Linked DNA regions of Mus musculus: region 1 is linked to region 2. The links are chromatin contacts, called in public Hi-C maps. All regions are on one chromosome and are shown on one strand. The core of a region is the stretch at or near the end of the contact, and the rest is flanking DNA. Distances in the headings are between cores, read along the strand shown.

Region 1 (6,414 bases), core at 3,039-5,538, 180 kb after region 2:
CTTCACTGAATTCAGTTATTCCATCAGGCCGACTAGATTTCAGTTCATGCTTCATTGGTGAGTATGCAGATTGAGTCTTAGATATGTTCAAGAATTTGACCCAAACTAGAAAGCAGAAAACTGGTGATTCCCAGGTTCAGACCTAGATCTTCATGGCATCATAGCCCATGTTCTATGTGCAGAAAAATCACATATTGATTTTGAAACAGAACCCTAGGCAGGGTACCCCAGAAGGCACACAAACAATGATCAGAATTCTGATTCCCCCGGCCATACCAGTAGGGATGAGAAGAGGAGAGCAAGATGATTTTCTGTCTTAAATGTTTCTGAGGCAAATGTTTCTGACAACTGTTAGAACACTGGGGCATTAGAATGGATCCAATCTGCATGACTGCTAGGGGTCACATTTTTCCAGGCAGGCCTGATATACAACTCAGAATCTACCCAACTGGCAAACCAAACCCCAAACAAAAAAAATAATAAGAAATAAAAAATAAAGAGAGAGAGAGAGAATTTTTTTTTCTTCACCCACACTGGAACCTGCATCAGTTGAAAGCTGTTTTGTTGTGGCAAGAGAAACATTAAATGTCACACACTGAATTTGCTCTGATTATGAGCTAGCCATATCCCTCCGACAGAGAAGGAGTCAGGCAGAGTCACAGGTGTTTAAAGAAAGCATCCTGCAGCAATTTAAACTGAGTACTGGAGGCAGTGAGCAGGGCACCAGGGCTTTCTTTGCATTTGCATATGCATATGGTCAGAGGGCTAAAAACAGAAAGCCCCATCCCTGGGACACACATGCTCAATCAGGCTGCTTCACCCTGTGGGCTAAGTTTAGCAGAGCTGCGTGGTATTGGTGTTGCCTCTCACTGGTTTTTGTCAGTAAGTCTCTCTTTTCTCCCTTCAGCTGAGCAACACGCACTAAAAGAGACATAAGAAATAATAGAAGGGGCAATATTTCCAAGGTCACACAGCAAATAAAAGGCAGATCTGTGATCTAAACCTAAGCCTACATTTCTGCTGCTGTTGTTATTTTGATCATTTTTCAGTCATGTTTTGTTTTCTCTGGCCTGGACAATGAAAGCTTCCTCACACTGCCCCTGTAGGCTGCAAAGCTATGCCAACAACCACAGAATTTCACCTTAATAAGATGATTTTTCCAAGACAGGATAGTGTCTCTGGGGGGAAAAAAATCCCCCTGCAGATTTTTTGAAATTCTGAAGTTCCTCAGTTAGTAAATATGTGAACAAAAGAGCTAAATATTGTATTGGTCTTTGAGGTTTAAAAAAAAATGAACCCCTTTTAATCAACTGTGTGCATTGGATCTTTTAGCAGTGCTGACAAACACTAACAGCACTAATAGTACTGAAGAGCTCCTATATCCCAGCTTACTGTGTGCTTAACATCAAGTCACTGAAGTCTCACTGTAATCCCCAAAGATGCTTGCATCGTAGGGATCAAAAGCTCTGCTGGGGACAGAGTAGCACAGACCTATAATCACATCATTCAAGAGGTAGAGGCATGAAGACCACCCTGAGCTACTCAGCAAAACCCTGTCTCCCCACCACCATCCCCCAAAAAGAAAAGAAAGAAAAGAAGCAAAAAGAAAAAAAAGAAAAAAAAAATTGAAGGCTTTTCCATACCACACAGTACCTAACTAGGATTCCCCAGAGAGAATTACTCAGACAATAATTGCTATAAAAACACTAAGGAAATTGTTGATAAATAGTGACACTGTTTGCAGAAATGTGAAATACAAAGTACTTTGGGGATTTTTGAAATACCATAATATCCTGAACAATGTTGTCTTGGTTGTCGAATGTTGCTGTGTTCTTGGAAAGAAGTCAAATAAACAATGTCATCTACATTTATTCTAGAGAGAAGGGTAACATGTTAGATTGGAAGGCATTGTGTCATCATTTGCAGCTTGTAAAACTGAAGACCAGGAAGGGAAGGAATTCAAGAATACTCAGCCAGCTAAATCAGCCGGGATCAGAGCCAGATGTCCTGGAACTGCAGGCCCTTTCCCACTCACCCGCAAGTTGTATCTTTCCATCTTTCCCTTCAAACTGCTCCCTTGGACCATGGCAAATGGACACAACTAATACACTAATGCCCCACTCTTCCAACACTTGGCAGAAACGTTTGTCTCGGAAACATTTAAGATGGTGTTATAATCGTTTTTCTTTTTTTCTTTTTAAATGTCTTTTCTGCGAAAGAAGCAGTAAGACTAAGCTTCAGGCTTCTCTGCCTCATCATTATATAATACTTGTCTGGGACTGCAAATCACTCGCAGAAGGACAAAGCTCGGGGGAAGAAAGGGTGGGTGTGAATCTTTTGTGATTTCTTGAGTAACGGGAGGCGATTTGTCATTTTAGGAAAACTGGAGCCTGTGTTCTCAGATTCATGCACGATCCAGCCTGTTTGACTCTACTGAAAACTTGCGGTTTCTGAGCCCTTCCCTAAAGTTGGGGGTAGAACACACGGGTAGCAGACAGACCTGTTTTTCTCTCCTCCCTTCTCCCCAAGTAAGAGAAGCTAATAATAAATCAAAGTTCTAGAACTTGAATTTGAACTGAAAATACCTCAGAATAAAACCTGTTTCTTCCATCCGGCAAATCAGCCAGAGCAGGGACTACTTGCATTTTCTGTGAACGCTCGCCCCCTGCTGGTCAAGTTTGATTATGACTGACTCTTGAGAGAAGTAAACAAAATTACCATACCAAAAAGAATTTTTTATCGACGGAGAGAAGATTTATAGAGAACTCATTAATGTAACTTTTTAGTCTTAAAGTTAGCGGTTATGGAGAACCCACAGGGACTTGTTTTTAATTCTCATGGAGACTTTCACAAGCGAAATTCTTGGGGAGCTCTCCAAAAACCTTGTTGCTGAACATATTTATAGAAATGTGAAAATAAAACAACTCTCAAAGGATAACAGTGTAAAAAAAACTTTGGCTATTTATATTAAACTCCTACCAAAACAGCATGCAGTCCCCTCAACTTGGGACGATAAAAAGAATTCCAGAGCAAATAAAGTTACCTGGAGGGACAGGGTCTCCTGGTATAATTTAGGTTGGCCTGAAATTCACTATATAGCCCAAGCTGGCTGCACACTACCACCAGTCCTCCTGCCTCGACCTCTCGAGTGCTACGATTACAGGCTTGAGGCACTAAATGTGGCTTGAGGGGTACTTTTAAAGTATTTTGACTCAAAACCAATGAGATGTGTTGTTTAAATACAGTACACCTGAAACTCTGAGCTGCCCACTTTTTGCCTCCTTGTAAAAAGTCCTGCCATGTGCTGCCCATCTTTACTTAAGTACTTCGTTTGAAAGGTCAGCCAGTTCTATTAGAAATTCTGCTCAGCTTGATTTCAGTCTCTGTGTCCTGCTCTCATTTGATAAGGAATGCATGCCAATGATCTACGGTTAGCTGCTTGGTGGCGACTGCTTTTCCTCCCTAAAGCCCTTCCCCGGCTTTTCTTTCTCCCTCTCCACCACCCACATGCTGCTCTTATTCGGACTACTTCAACTGCCTCTATCACTCATCCACACCATTCCTGGCCTCCCTGTGCACCCACGTGCATACCCTTAGTGTGGCTCCATTTAACCCCTTGCTTGCCTGACAAATACAAACTCAACTAGGCTGGCGGAGTCTAGCACTCACGGGGACTGTGCACAGGTTTTGCAGTTCCCACCCAGAAACTAATCAGGCTCCCATCAGCAAACAGATCACATTACATAAGGCAGCTGGAAGGCGGCTCGGAGGCTGGGAAGCCAGATCACAAGGCTGCTGCTTCACCCACGTGCTGGTGAATCTTCCATCAGCCCCTCGGGAGAAGCAAACCCAGACGTCTGTAGTTAACAGCGTACATTTTGTGCCTGCCAGCGAGCACGCAGGTATAGAATACAATCTGCTAGGTTTTACGTCCATGTACCCCCAAATCAAAATACTCAGCAGAGACCATGTAGCCCCCAGGGAATACAGAAACATTTTTCCTTCTTTGAAATTCCTTCAACTCTTTATTAAGCCTCGTACTTATCCGAGAATAGCTTTTGTTTTACTGCCTGGGCAGTATGCGTTTAATGACTAATGGGCACAAAGCAGGACAACCCTGTCACACACACACACACACACACACACACACACACACACACACAAATGGGTAACCCAAATTCTCCCTTCCTGCTCCTTAGATAAGCCTTCACACTTCACTGCTCAGTGGAAAGCAAAGAAGGCATGGGGTGAACTGAATTCAGCTGTTGTTACCTGATTCTGACCACACTGGAAGGAGTCTAATTTTCAGGCACAGATTTGGTTTACGCAGTGAGTGGGCAGGTGGAACCTCCTCCACCTAGAAAGGAATCGTGATAAGGGAGAATTTTTTTTAAAGGTGGGGGAAGAGCCTAGAAACGAAATCCGTTTTCATCGCACGTGATGTGTGCAGATCTTAAAGTAGGTTGTTGCACTTCTGCACTGGGCTGTGTTTTGCCTTCGATGGATGCACATTCAGCTTGAGGCGATGCTGATAGCCGTGATTAAGCAGCGCTTCCAAGGGAAAATGTTTTGTTGTTTTCCTACCAAGATAGGAAATGCTTGTTTAGTATGCAAGAAAACTCCTCCCATTTCTGAAATGGAATTTACGTTATACGGTCTTTTGTTAGATGGTTAAGATTGCACTGCATGGTAGAAAGGACGTTAGGAGAATTTTAAGTGAGAGAGAGGGAGGAAAAAGAATGCAGGAGATAAAGAAGGGTGGGAGGTAGATACGAAGGGGGAGTGTAAGGGGGAAGAATCCAGGAATGCTTAAGCAAAGTAGAGAAAGAAAGGGGAGTGTGGATCCATTGTTCACAATAGAAGGGCTAGTTAAAACCACCAATTTCAGGAGCCAGGAGGGCATCTCGATTAGGGAAATCCCAGCTATGTGCAGCCCCTACCCCGCTGGGAATATCTGCTGACAGGAATGTAATGGAAAGTGTAGCTGATGTGAGAATCACCAGAGAAAGAAAGCCTAGGACTCTGCTGGGGAAGAGGATTTTTCTCAAACAAGAAAGAAGTGAACCCATTCATTCTAAATGAAAGATGCCAAGTGTATATACAAAGATGGAATATAGAAACTCTCCCAAAGGGACATTAAACACTGTAATTGCGTCATTGTCTATAGACCTGCAGCCGACTTCCATCTCAAACAATATAAGAAAATAACAATTCTTCATGAATTATTCAGAGGTTCCCTTTGTGGCAGTCACACACTGTACAACTAAGGCCCCACAGATCTTCTTCAAGGAGCCTGTGGAACTATTTCTTACATAAGTGTGGGAAGGTGGCAGCTGGCTTTAAGTTCAGTGACAATGCTTTCAGCCTATTTGACTAATAATTTCGAAAGTCTTTTGCAACAACTTTGTAACACTTAATGCTGAATTGTGTTTAGTGTGTCATGTTTTGGACATCTTGGTCAGTTGCCTTTGCTGTAGCTGCCACTATCAATGTTAATGATAATAATATTTTGTTGGTGCAATGAGGTTGTGTAATAAAGAAGACAAAAGGAAATACTGTGTGCTCCACAAGGGGCTGAGAATTGATTTTATTAAAGCTTTGCTGCCACCTAGTGATGCATTTGAAGAACTACCTGATTTAGACCGAAGTCATTCCAATGCATTTTAAAATACCAGTGCAACTGTTGGGAGGGCTAGCAACCAAAATACTAAAACTACAATGTTAAGCATTCCAGTAATATGAATATAATCAAAACTGTAATAAGTTTCCTATATATTATACAACTCAGTTACTCAAAATGTATCAAATAAAAGTGTGTTATAAACCAAACCATTAAAAACAGTTATAGTCAACGTTTATGTAATACCTACCCCATTTATATAAACCTATCTTGTGCCTGACATGACTTGATACAATGGAGAAAGCCCCTGAAGTTGGGAGCTCCTATCACAAGCCATACCCACAAGTAACTGTCCATCTATTTTCTATATAGAGTATACAAGTGTGTTCAATGTAGGTCCCCATATTTGTTTCAGGGGAATTTTCATAATTTGTTAGAGCTAAAGGAACCTTGCAGTTCAAAGATTGACATTGTCATTTATCAAACACATGAAGTTAGTCCAAGTTCAACTGCTTAACATTATTGAGCACTACACATTTTTTTTTATACAAGCAGCCAGGGTGGTCACTTGTAAGGTTGTTTTTTGTTTTGTTTTGGGTTTTTTTCAAGTCCTCATTTTAAAAGAGGGATAACTGTATATTATATGAAGTAAGTCATTTCTTTTCTTCTCTCCTCAAAACCCAGTCATTCTCTTTTGCCATTGAAATCTGAATGTCCATGAAGGAACCATGTGCCATCACCTTCAGTGATTTGCTTGAAGCTGGCCCCACCCCAGGTTAGCCAATATGAGTAAA
Region 2 (6,215 bases), core at 2,753-5,252:
GGTCTGATAGTTTTGGTCTTGTTTGTTCTGATATATGGACTCTGTTACTGTTTGAAACTGTGTGTAGAGGCAGTCAAGACAGGTCAGAAAATCCTTACAGAGCAACAAGAAAGTATGTCAGAAGAAGAGAAGGGCTTAAAAAGAAAAAGGAAAAAGAAAGAAGACACAGTGTTATCAGGTGGACAGAAAGGACAAAATAAAAGAGCCGAGGCGGAGGAGGAAGGCGAATTAGCTTCTGTGCCTCCTCCCTATGCCTCCTCAGCAGTGAAAACTTGACTTTCATATTGACTTCCCAGATGGACACACAGGTGATTGAGGTTATGGTCTCATTACCACGAGGTATTGTGTCCATCTCCCCTGGGGATCGACCAGATCAGGTGTTGATGTGGGCGAGAGGGTCTGTTTGTGTGTTTCCACAGGACCAGACGGAACCTCTTTGGGTGCCGGAGAGATTGGTGAGACGCTGCAAGAATGAGGCTCCTGATCCAGTTGCCCCTGTGGATGTGGTGGATGATCCCACAAGCACAAAGGATGGAGCCGAGATGAGAGATCCTTTCGGTATTCCAGAAGCCGATACCAGCTCGACATGACATTCAAATTTTTCCATGCTTTTTGATCCCTGAATTCCCCTTAAAGAGATAGCCCCTCTGGCTATCTGTCCCTTGCTTCAGGGAAGATGAGCGGGGATGAGAGCCCTGGGATGTATGCTTGTTATAGTGTGTGTGTGTTTTGTGTTTGGCACATGTGTTAGGTGCAGAGTGTGCGGCCCGCACTTTTGCCATGGTAGCGTAGGCTTTTGCTGCAGTGGAGGCGGGACAATCTCCTCAGATTCGGTTTGCCGCTCTAAAAGAAATTATGCTGCGTTATGCCATGGGGTGCGAGGCTAAGCACTGCACAGAGGATAGCTTGCTGTTGGCATCCTGTGGAAGGCACGTCTGATTGCATGAAGGTTCAGTGTCCTAGTTCCCTTCCCCTAGGAAAAACGACACGGGAGCTGGCCAAGACCTCTCTGGGTGATGAGCCTAAGGGATGGTTTTGTGTAGGGCCCCTATGCTTGCACACTGGGGATCAGACCTCTACCTTCACCCATGAGGCTTGCTTGCAGCAATTAAGATCTGGCCATAGGTTAATTAACATCCTGGCCTTTTGATGCACCTGCCACAAGCAAAACAAAATCTCCCCAGGAGTGGCTTGGCATGATTGAGAGGTAGTCAGTGATAAGACTCCCTGGGCATGTCACCAACCTAAGACAGGGATCAAACCAATGCTGTTTGTCACCCAAGGACGGGTAAGGGGCATGGCTGCGGGGGGCTATCTACAGACATTCTCTCTGCCAAAAAAGAAAAAAGGGGGAATTGTGGGGAGCGGGTGTGGCGGCAGTCCCAAAGGCGCCAGGGACTGCAGCTAAGTCATATGACTTGCACCTGACTTCCTCATATAAGACACAAACATCTTGAGTGCTGCGCAGGTGTACCAGGATACAGATGAATCCAATTTGGTGGAGATTTGCCCTTGCTGCCCTGATTAGCTGAAGCCTCGTGACTGGCGAGGGGGCGTGGCCTGCAGTGCGTGGATGAGAGAGAGTATAAAAGGAGTGAGAGGCCCAGGGTTTGGGGGAGATATAAACAAGAAGAATCAGGACTGAATAAACTGCTGTTAGAAGGACTGGTGGTCGCGTCGTTCTTGCTGGGGATTTCCAGTTTTGTTTTACTTGAACTTGGAAAAACTATCTCAATTTTTTCTTCTTGGTTTGTTTTTGGAAGACTTGACAATGGGAATAATTGAAGGTACATGTTTAAAATACACAACACTCAGACTTATATGAAATACTTGGTATTTTTATTATAGCTGTGATGTGTACCTCTTTTTTTCTAGTGGGGCAAGGAAATGAGGCAGTTGAAACTTATAATATTTACCCAGAAAGCTCCAGTCTTGAGCAAACCTGTGAGCCCTCTGATTAGCAATTAGAATGATCTTGCAACGGAAGACAAACTTCCTTTTACTTTCTTAATCATTTTTAAAATCTCTTAAAATATACAGACTCTACATTTGCCTACTTTTTTGCACATTAGCTTCTAGTGGGAGAGAGCCTCATTTCTTTTAGTTGAGAGAATTCCCCTTTCATTCCTGTGGAATGCTTTTCAAATAATTTTGCTAATTCCCCTAGCCACATTCCTTGCAACTGGCAATCGACAAAATGCAAAGCTTCCATCAGAGCCTCTGCCAGGCACACAGGAAACTTTAAGCTTCATCCAAGCATTGAGACAGTGTTCCCACTTTGGAGAAATGACTGATTGGATGGATTAAATGTGCTTCCAAAGTAATTTCCAAACAGCTATAAAAAAGGCACCTGGGTGGGGGTAGGGGCTAGTTAAATATAGTTATCGAAGAGTGGTACTTAATTCGTCAAGCACCTGTATTATATATTCTTCTTAAAGAAGCTGCTCATTCTGGAATTTTCTATAAATGGGTAGAAATAAAAAAAAATCACATAGGTGTCCACTAAAAAAAAAAACACAGTTAGCAAGCTACAAAACATCAACTAAAAGAGATGCTATGTAATCATTTAAAATAATCATAAGGAAACCTTTAGGAATATATAAATTTTTTCTTATAATAAAGGTTGTTATTGTTAGGTGGTAAGTACAATTATAATCCTGTAAAATATATGGTTGTGAGCAATAAGAATCTAAAACATATATATACAGAAATTGTAATAGGGATGTTTAAATGGAGGATATATGACTAGCTCCTGTTTTTTGATTCAGCACTGCGATTACAGCCCCTTTCAATTTGAAGAATATTTTTAATCTGCACTGTTCTTATTGGAGATAGGAATATGAATCGTGAGTTTATGTGAGGCATTCTGATCACCATGAATTCAATTCAAGCTCCAGTGTTGCCTAGCAACGGGCTAACTTTTCTGCAGTGAAATTCCCTAGTAGCAGCAACCTATGAAGTATCTCCTGAGGAATTCCCTACCTTAAGTGCACCTCATACACTTATTATTTCATTTCATATACCACTGCTTTGAGAGGACTTCATAATCTAGTCATGTGGGAATATTAAAATTTAGAGTGTTGCATTTTAAAATCCATACTCTAGATGTTTATCTCTCTGCCTAGAAAGAAAATGAATATAGACTACTCTGAATTTCTGCCAGCTTTTAATAGACATCAGATTAAAAATCACAAGAAACCAGCTTGTTAGTGCTTTGATTTATAAATTACGGATGTTAGCTTGACACAACTCTAATCAAGTGTGATGTTTCATCCTAATTAATTATTTTCATTTAAAAATACTGTATCATTAATATATAAGAATGATTATTTTATGTTATGCAATCCTATGATTTTTAGTATGTTTACAGTTGTGCCATCATCACCACAATCAACTTCATGACATTTTCATAATCCCCAAAAGATATATTTAATCTATTAACCAGACATTCTCCATTTCTCCTACAACTTTCCCATCAAACAGCTACTGATCATTAAGGAACTGCCTAATCTTTAAACTTTATATTAATGAAATGATATAATATATGGTGCCTTAAATCTAGTTTCTTTCACTTAGCATAATGTATGCAAAGTCCAGCCATGAGATAGAATATAATAATAACACATTAGCAGTACCACATCCCTCTTAAGCCCACATAGTATTCTACTGTGTGTGTGTGTGTGTGTGTCACACTGTATTTACCAGTTATCCACTGATGGACATTGGACTGTTTCTACATGTGGACTATTACGAACAATGCTGTATGAACACTGATGTAAACATTTTTATGTGAACATATTTTACCATTTCTTTTAGAAGTATGCCTTAAAGTAGGATTGTTGATTCATCTTGGTAACTCTGATTACCATTGTCAAATCATTTCCAAAGCAGCTTCACCATTTTGGATCTCTGCCAAAAATGTATGAGGCTGCCAACTTTCCCACATTCTTACCAAGCACTTGCTTTTGTCTGTCTTTTTGAACCCATGCATCCCAGTTAAGTGTGAAGAATTTTTCTCATGGTCTGAATTCCCATTTGCCTGATGACTAATGGCACTGAGCATTTTGCCACATGTTTACTGGATGTTCATATATCTTCTTTAGAGAAATATCTGATCCGTTGGCCACTTCTACACTTGGTTATTTATCTTCAGTTGAGATTTTTTTTCTTTCCCTTTTATTCTTGTGATACTGAAATTCGTTGTAGAGATGTGTTGACATCAAAACCTTCACAGGCCCCCAAACCCTTGGCCCCAAACAGTTACCACTGGCTGGGGAAGAGAGGGAAGGGCAGTCACTATGCATCAGTGTCAGGGAAAGGAAACATAGCAGGCCCCAGGAAATGTTCCTGCTGAACAAGCTCAGATCTGTCTGTTATCCTCACATCACCCCTGACATCAGACTCCTGCTGTTCTGATTCCATAGAGCATAATGCCTGCTCTTGCTGGTAAACAGCACTTAGATTATACAGGGAAATTTTGTACTATAAAAAGTTTAAAAAATAGCCATTATTAATACCATATCATCTTCACCACCATAGCTGGGGTTCATGGCTCTTTGCTACTAATTACTTACTATCTGCCCCAAGGAAGTCAGATAAATAAACATGAACGGAACATCTTACTTTAAGTTATAGAGCATTACAACAGGAATCCATAATTTCTGACCTTGTTTGGCCAGATTTTGTTCATTACACATTTAGCATCAGTAGTTCTGTGAAGTAAATAACATTATTATATTCATTTCATAGATGATGAATATAATAAAGGCATAGAAAGGGGAAATGTACTGTCTTAGGTCAGTGGCTAGCAGAGAGTGAAGCTATTTTTTTGTTGTTGTTGTTGTTACTAAGCTCCACCATTCTGTGCTTTCGACTGCCATATGGTATTTCCTTGCCAATTGTGTTGTTATGGATGGTAGAGGAGAGAGGGCATATTGAGCGAATTTCGTGTAAAAAGATTTCTTTATAGTAGGTAGAGAAGGAGGAGGAGGAGGACAGAGAGAGAAAGAAAGAAAGAAAGAAAGAAAGAAAGAAAGAAAGAAAGAAAGAAAGAAAGAAAGAAAGGAAGGAAGGAAGGAAGGAAGAGACAGAAAGAGAGAGAAAGAAAGAGAGAGAGAGAGAGAGAAAGACGTCATTTAACATGTAATTTGGTCTAAAATTTTAAAAGAATACTGCTATGGATTCATTCCTCCAAACAGAGAATACTGTAGCCATGCAATATTAAATTGTTTTTCTATATGTGAGCATCTCTACCCTCAAGACAGGTCACCCACTTATTGCTGATAAAATAGTAGTCCCTAACTCATTTTACACATGACTAGCTTTTTCAATATGTTGACTAGCATTGACTGGATCTATTGAATTAATTAATGTGCAGTGAACAAGGCTGCAAGCTGTTTGCCCAAAGTAGGCCTCTCACAGAGAAAGACCCCATCCAGGCATCCAGCTCCTGGGGACAAACAATGTCTTTGGTCATTTCTTTATATCTCTGTCATCCAAAGGTGGTACAAAAAGCAAAGCATGTTCTCATATTTGGAGCCATTTCAACCCCTTCTGTGAGTGTACCTTTCCCTACAGCCACCTACTGCTCCCTCCCTCCCATACCTCCATCTTCTCTCTTCTGGTACCCTTTCTATGCTAAAGGAATTCATTTCACCCTCCATCTTTTTCTGTGCTCCAGTCTGTCTCCTTGTGTTTTGGGGGCTGATCATATCTCTCTTCAGCATACTCCTCCACATTCCTACAAAAATGGCCAAAATTCTGAGGTGATTGTCCCAATGCACTGTTCTATGCCATGTGTTAGTGACACTCTTATTCATGTTAATTTGCAATTTACAGTTGAAACTGAGGAACAAGAATATGAATCGAATAGAGCAGTGGCCAGAGGAATCAGTGGGGCAAGGGTAGGCATCGTGCTTACCTCCAGTAGCTACAGCCTGGGTAGTGCTGCCTACTCCAGGGAAAATCTTGAAACCTTGTATAACATACATTACGATGAATAAGAGAATTTTCAATTTCCCTGTCCATCTCATTTATCCCACTACCTACCTCTGTCCTTTGTCACTTCTAAGTCCAGGAGTTCACTTGCCAAATTTCCAGCCCTCCAAATTCCCATGTTTTCTTCTCCAAGTACCTTCTTCCCATGGGCAGAACTGCCAATTAACTCTCATGGTCACACTAGGAATTACTACCACCAGAAGTTCTAAAAAAAAAAA

Evidence for each region. Hi-C and Micro-C count contacts between places; a contact is called where the count stands out from the background.
Region 1: a Hi-C map of the N1E-115 cell line shows a contact between it and region 2, with 5 times the contacts expected there. The contact joins two enhancer-like sites. A contact is called at or near these places in 4 of 484 Hi-C or Micro-C datasets (the N1E-115 cell line, cerebral cortex and forebrain).

The regions. Positions count from the first base shown.
Region 1 is chrX:158,919,648-158,926,061 of GRCm38.p6, forward strand. No RefSeq gene overlaps it. Among named protein-coding and RNA genes, the nearest start is that of Rps6ka3, 330 kb to the right of the region's middle. Within about 2 kb of position 4,289, at least 45 of the 459 cell types and tissues checked have an H3K27ac peak or open chromatin away from gene starts, as enhancers often do. A contact at or near this core is called in the N1E-115 cell line, where this site is marked.
Region 2 is chrX:158,742,034-158,748,248 of GRCm38.p6, forward strand. No RefSeq gene overlaps it. Among named protein-coding and RNA genes, the nearest start is that of Rps6ka3, 510 kb to the right of the region's middle. Within about 2 kb of position 4,003, at least 6 of the 459 cell types and tissues checked have an H3K27ac peak or open chromatin away from gene starts, as enhancers often do. A contact at or near this core is called in the N1E-115 cell line, where this site is marked.